Regions from separate parts of the Mus musculus genome. Here region 2 is linked to region 1. The links are chromatin contacts, called in public HiChIP or PLAC-seq maps. All regions are on one chromosome and are shown on one strand. Each heading gives the region's core, a stretch centred on a gene start, on an enhancer-like site or on the middle of the called end of the contact. The rest is flanking DNA. Distances are from core to core; before and after follow the strand shown.

Region 1 (3,101 bases), core at 192-2,691:
TAAGCATAAACTGAGTAAAGTCTCACGATTCAGAGCTGCTTCCTGACTCTCGGGTTGAGTACCTCTTTGCCTTAATCCGGAGTCACACTGTTAACCCCGAGTCTGCTTTCAGGGGGGATGACAATCAGAGCATGTCATTTCAGGGTCAGAGGACAGGGCTGCTGTCCTCACCCCCCCCCCCCCCAGCCAGGACCTGTGTGACCCAGTGTCCTGGCAGGACAGAGGCCACTATCCAAGGAACTGGAAGACCTAACCTAACGGGAGGCAGCCTGGGGAAAGCTACAAATCCACATGACTTAAGAAGCCCACCCAGGGCCGGGCGTGGTAGCGCACTTGGGAGGCAGAGGCAGGTGGATTTCTGAGTTTGAGGCCAGCCTGGTCTACAAAGTAAGTTCCAGGACAGCCAGGGCTATACAGAGAAACCCTGTCTCAAAAAACAAACAAACAAACAAACAAAAAACAAAAAAACAAAAAAACAAGTGAGTTCCAGGACAGCCAGGGCTATACAGAGAAACCCTGTCTCGAAAAACCAAAAAACAAAAAAAAGCCCACCCAGAGCAAGTACCCAGGGCAAGTACTCAGGGCACGAAAAGGCCCTACAGTAGGAGAGGCATGGGCCTATTTCCTGATGAAGACATCGAGGCCTACCTGGCCGTGAAGTGAAGAGGGGTCTTCTGACTGCTGGAAGGATCTGAGTTTTCCAGCAATCTTCAAAACCTTGGGGCAGGAGGTACCAAGTGGGCTGTGCAGAGGTCACGGGGAGGAAGGAGCTGGCTGCCTCAGCTCCTCTCTGCACACCCTGCTCTCCACCACTCCCTCAGTGGCTCAGGCTCCAGTCTGGTAACCCTTCAGACAGCCGACTTTAGGGTGAGACAGGACCCACTCTTCAGTACAGGTGAGGGTGTCTCCCTCGTTGCTATGATGTTTGACAGCAGATTGAAGTGACCTCCACCCACAGCAGGTCACGCTCTGATGACCACTGGAGTAGGTGGTGAGAGGTCTCCTGGCCTGTCTGTGGGGGAGGGGTGTAGGGTGAAACATTAACTTGCTTCACAGCCACAGACTGGAGTGGCCTCAAGATCTCCTAGGCCCAGGCCACATTCCATCTTCCAGTCCCAGCTCCCTGGCTTTCCCACTTCTGACTGCAGCTCTAACTTGTGGGTAAGGTTTGACCAGAGAGTGTCATCAGCTGCCTGGACCAGCACAGCATAGCAGAACAGCTTTCCTAAAGCCTTGGGGTGCCTTGATTGGTACCCCAAAATACTAACGTAATGCCTCAGTCTCAGGCTATTTCTGTCCTCTGTCAGGTGTAAACACATTAACAAGTAAACCTTTGCCTGGCCACTCACCCCTCTCCTCCCCTCCCCCTCAGCCCTGTTTTGGTCACACACTTGGGCACACACACACACCTCCCTGCCCTTGTGGTCACTCTGCCCTTACCCCCTCCTCCAGTCCCGAGGGTGCCTCCTGGCTCGGGTCTAGTCTGGTGCTCAGTTAAAGAACCCAGCTGGGAGTGGGATAGGACCGTCTGTCCTCTGCTCCTGGGAGGTCACAGAGCACACTCACAGCGCAGGTCCCCACAGGAGCAGCTGGAAGTGAGTACCACACCTGTGTCAGTGTGAGAAGGCCTACCTCTCATGAAACTCGGCTCTCAGAAACCCCACAAAGCGCAAGAGTCCCTCCGGGCGCTGAACGGTTCTCCTAGGTGACCTGGACCCAGGATTCTAGTCCCTAGGGCTGGCCAGGGTAGGGAGCTTGGGCGGGAGTACCTGCAGCAGCCTCGCCAGGCAGCTGTGACTTCGCTGCCTTGCTGATGTGGCTCTGGGCTCTGGGGGCGTGGGGTGGCCCAGCAACTGGCTGGGACCTGGTCTCACTGATCCCTGTCATCACAGAAGCCTGCACCATGAGGCGGAGTGGCACGGCCCTGTCCTTCCTGTGGACTGAGGTGAGTAGGCCGGGACTGGGCTCAGTGCAGGAGCTGGGGACTGAGGTCCCTGCTCTGAAAAGGGACAATGAGGCTCCCTGAGCCCAGGGCCTGAATGCAAGATAAAAGTCATTTTAAAGATTTGTTTGTTTGTTTATTTACTTATGAGTACACTGTCGCTATCTTCAGACACACCAGGAAAGGATATTGAATCCCAGTACAGATGGTTGTAGGCCACCATGTGGTTGCTGAGAATTGAACTCAGGACCTCTGGAAGAGCAGCCACTGCTCTTAACCACTGAGCCATCTCTTCAGCCCTAAAAATATTTTTTATTATTTTCTGTATGGGGGTTTCCGCCTGAATGGTTTGTCTGTGTACCGCAGAGGTCAGGGCCCACTCAGGCTAGGAAAGGCCAATCCATGCCCTGAAACTGGAGTTACAGAACCCTGGTCTCCAGCTGCCATTGCTGGAATCACTGAGCCATCTCTCCAGACCCCTCTACCTTCATTTGTTTTAGATTTATGGTTCCTCTGTGTCTCTCTGTCTCTCTCTGCCTCTGTGTGTGTGTGTGAGAGAGAGAGAGAGAGAGACAGAGAGACAGAGAGACAGAGACAGAGAGATTTTTTTTCGATTTTTTTTCCTTTCAATGTGACAGGGTCTTACGTAGCCCAGGCTAGCCTCGAACTTTGACTGCAACCAAATATGACGTTCTAATCCCTATGCCTCCAGCTCCACCTCCTAAGCTCTGGAACCCAAAGTGAAGGGAGGGCTGTTGCCTGTTCTGTGTGCTGCTGGGGATGGAGCCCAGGGCTCTGTGCTAGGCAAGGAGGGTGGGCAGCTGTGAGTGCTTGGACCAGTGTCTGAGCCAGGAGGAGGCAGGGAGCACAAGGCTTTCTGTGGAACTGGCAGCCCCAGCTAGGCTTACAGGCTGGGCAACCGCTGGGCAGGCAGCCTTTGAAGTTAGTTAATTACCTTTTTTTTTTGTTTGTTTTTTTTTGTTTTTTTCGAGACAGGGTTTCTCTGTGTAGCCCTGGCTGTCCTGGAACTCACTTTGTAGACCAGGCTGGCCTCAAACTAGAAATCTGCCTGCCTCTGCCTCCTGAGTGCTGGGATTAAAGGCGTGTGCCACCATGCCTGGCTTTCTTTTTTTTTTTTAAACATTTTTTAAAAAGATTT
Region 2 (3,101 bases), core at 233-2,732, 950 kb after region 1:
TGAGGGTGAGTTCAGGTCCACTGGACACCTCCAGGCCCAGCTTTACCACGCCCAGCGCCCCACTCAGGCCCCACCTGCACCTCCCTACCTCTCTGCCTGTTTCCTCTCCCCAGAGCCCTACCCTTCATTCCCTGTTCTGCCCACCATGGTATCCAGGGAATTCAGTACAAATGTCTCCTGGGCCTGGCTTTCTGGAAGCCTCCTTTCTTAGGCTGCACGCCCTCCACCCCCACAGCTGAGCCTCCGGTTTGCGTCAGAGTTGGGGTGACGCGCCCCCCCCCCCCCGCCCCAGGAGGCAGGATGGGAGGACACGGGATTCAGGGAGCTCCCGAGGTGAGGATCCCCTTCACGTTCAGCTCCGCTTACTTCCCAGGTCTGGAAGCCGCGGATACCCAGTAATCCTGGGCAGTCGGAACCTTCGAGGCACAGGGTCAGAGAAAAGAGTTCCTGCTCCTTTAAGAACACCCGCGTCCAACAGACTAGAGCGATGCACCGCGGGGCGCGGGCGGGCTGGGCCGGGTTTGTGAATGGAGCAGCGAGCGGAGGGGGAGGGGGGGACAGGGAGGGGGAGGGGCAGAGGGGCGGGGCCATCTAGGGCTACACAGCCGCGGAGCTCAAATCCGCACACCGCCGCCCAGGTCTCCCGCCGCCTGGGTTCTGAGGGGATGGAGACTCGCCCTCTTCCTTACACAGCTTCCTGGAGGTGGGAAGGGGAAAGGGAGTAGGGGGTTCACCCCCCACCCTCCAAACCTAGAGCTCACAACGGTATCGGCACGCATCGCTACATGGCCAGTCGGTCGCCCAAGGTCTCCCGCTGTAGAGTTACCTGGCAGCCGTGCCTAGCCCCACCCGGAACTTCGAGGGGTGCAGGGGTCACACCTCTCCCGTTATTCCCTCCCTACTCTCCAAATGCGGAGCGTGGGCCTGGGCGTGGGCCTCGGTGCAGATGGCGTTTTGGCCCCAAAATAGCTGCTCCCCCACATCTCCTTCCCTTCCTCCAGCCCTAGGGGTGAGGCGAAGAGGGAGCCACGAGCTTCCGCGGAGCCTGCTGCACTGTTTAGGGCATACTGGGGATCGGAGAGGTTGCTCCTACGCTCAGTCCGGGCCCATTACCCCTAAACGCCCCACCCTCGCGCGCACGGTCCGCCGTCTCCTCAGCCCCAACCAGGGCCTATAAACCGTCTACACAGGCGCCCCGAGTCCCTCATCCACTCGTGTGAGTGACAGGAAGAGCACCTAGGGCTGATCCAAGTGCGCCCTGAAGCGCGCACCGGGGGTCCCCCTGCTGTGCAGCCCGACTCGGCTCATCCACGCACACCCCGCACTTTTCCCGCGTCCACGCAGAACCTACCTCCCACGCACAGCAGAGACATGACTCCAGGCGGCTAGAGCGCGGCGGGTGCAGCGCGGGGCTCAGGGCTTATGCCGGGGCCCGGCCGCCGGCCATGTCGCTTCAGCACCGGGGGCGCGGACAGCGCCTGACGCGCTCTGACGCTGCGGCGTGGGCGGAGCCGGAGACGCGTGACGGGGCGGGGCCGGGCAGACGCCTTAAAGGGCTCGTAAACTGCGGGGAGTCCAGGCCAGGTCGTATCTGTTTCAAAGCCCTTTGCTTTCTGGCTCAGCCTCGATGAGTATTTCTGTCCGTGCTCCACCTACCTAGGTCTCCACGTTTCTATTTCCTCTCTGAGCCACCTAACCTGTGCTCTTGTTTTACATTCTCCTGGGTAACAGAACTGCTATTTGCTGTCAATTCCCCATCTTCAGTGCCGCAGGAAGCTGTTTGTTTATTGGTTTTTTTGTTTGTTTTTTAATCCGGGTACTGACACTTGCGAGACATGTGCCTTACCTTCCCCGTATGAGGCATATACTCTACCACAGGCACATATCTCTGCCCATTTTATAACTTTACTTCTTGCGGGCCATGGACGTAATAGATCTCTGCGAGTCTGTGGCCATCCTAGTCTGCATAGTGAGATTCTATCTCTAAAAACCAAAACAAACAAAAAACACACGTTTATTGGGTCTGGAGAGCTGCCCAGAGGTTAAGAGCACCAGCTGGTCTTCCAGAGACCCCAGCCTTCTGTTCCTCGCACCCACATGGTAGCTCCCAACCATCCACAGACATGCACAGAAAGCAAAATAAATCTAAAATTTTTTTTATACATTACATTGTTTATGTGTGTAGAAATGAGGCACACACATATCACAGCGCCCATGGAGATCAGAAGGCAACTTTCCAGACTTGATTCTCTTTCCACTATGTGGGTTCCAGGAATAGAATTCATGGCTTCAGGCTTGGCAGGAGGAGCTCACTGGGATATTGTGCAGAGCTTCTTGATTTTTTTCCATGTGTGGAATGTGTGTGTGTGTGTGTGTGTAAGACAGAGTTTGCATGTGCCTGTGTGTGCATGTGAGTATGTTTGTGTGTGTCCATGTGTCTGTGTGTGTGAGTGTGTCTGTATGTGTCTATGTGAGTGTGTTTGTGCTTGTGTGTCTGTGTCTGTATAAGTGTGTGTGTATGAGTGTGTCTGTATGTGTTTATGTCTGAGTGTGTGTTTGTGTATCTGTGTGTCTGAGTGTATGTGTCTGTATCTGATAGTGTGTGTGTATGTGAGTGTGTCTGAGCACACACACCTGTGCATGTAAGCCCAGTGAACAACCCTGGATGCTGTTCCTCATGCACAGGTCACTTATTCATCATTGTAGCTGTTGGTAGCAGTGTCTTACTGGCCCTAAGCTCACAGCTTAGACTGGCAGCTCCTGGAGAAGGGCCTGGAGGTATGTATCAGCAGCTCCTCCTGTAGGCTTTGGAGACAGAATGGCGGCCACCCTGGCACCTCCACTTCCCTTAGGCACCTCAGGAGCATGGTAGCTACCCAGCCATCTTCACAGCCCTCTGCTGCTCTAATTAAAATTTATTTGCATTTATTTTACATTTGTGACTGTTCTGCTTGTATGTCTGTGTCCCACCTCAGTGCTTGGTGCCCACACAGGCCAGGAGAGGGTGTCAGGTCACTGACACAGGGGTTGCAGTGGTGCTGAGCCACCTTGTGGGTGCTAGGAATCAAACTTGGGTCCTCTGGAGGAGCCAGTACTCCTAA

Evidence for each region. HiChIP or PLAC-seq counts read pairs in DNA pulled down with a chosen protein or histone mark.
Region 2: a contact with region 1 is called in a FOXA1 HiChIP or PLAC-seq map of pancreatic cancer cells. The contact joins the promoter of Unc13a here to the promoter of Pde4c in region 1.

Annotation. Positions count from the first base shown.
Region 1 is chr8:70,722,623-70,725,723 of GRCm38.p6, forward strand. It overlaps Pde4c (phosphodiesterase 4C, cAMP specific), which reads left to right and starts at 1,442. Exons shown (of 17, transcript NM_001310465.1): 1 at 1,442-1,595; 2 at 1,893-1,945. The coding sequence starts at 1,904. It overlaps Gm34255 (a long non-coding RNA gene), which reads right to left and starts at 1,906. Exons shown (of 3, transcript XR_379077.3): 1 at 1,770-1,906; 2 at 649-1,012. It overlaps Gm3336 (predicted gene 3336), which reads left to right. Exons shown (of 4, transcript NM_001195253.1): 4 at 1-13.
Region 2 is chr8:71,670,275-71,673,375 of GRCm38.p6, forward strand. Unc13a (unc-13 homolog A) reads right to left here and starts at 1,483. Exons shown (of 44, transcript NM_001029873.2): 1 at 1,352-1,483. The coding sequence starts at 1,373.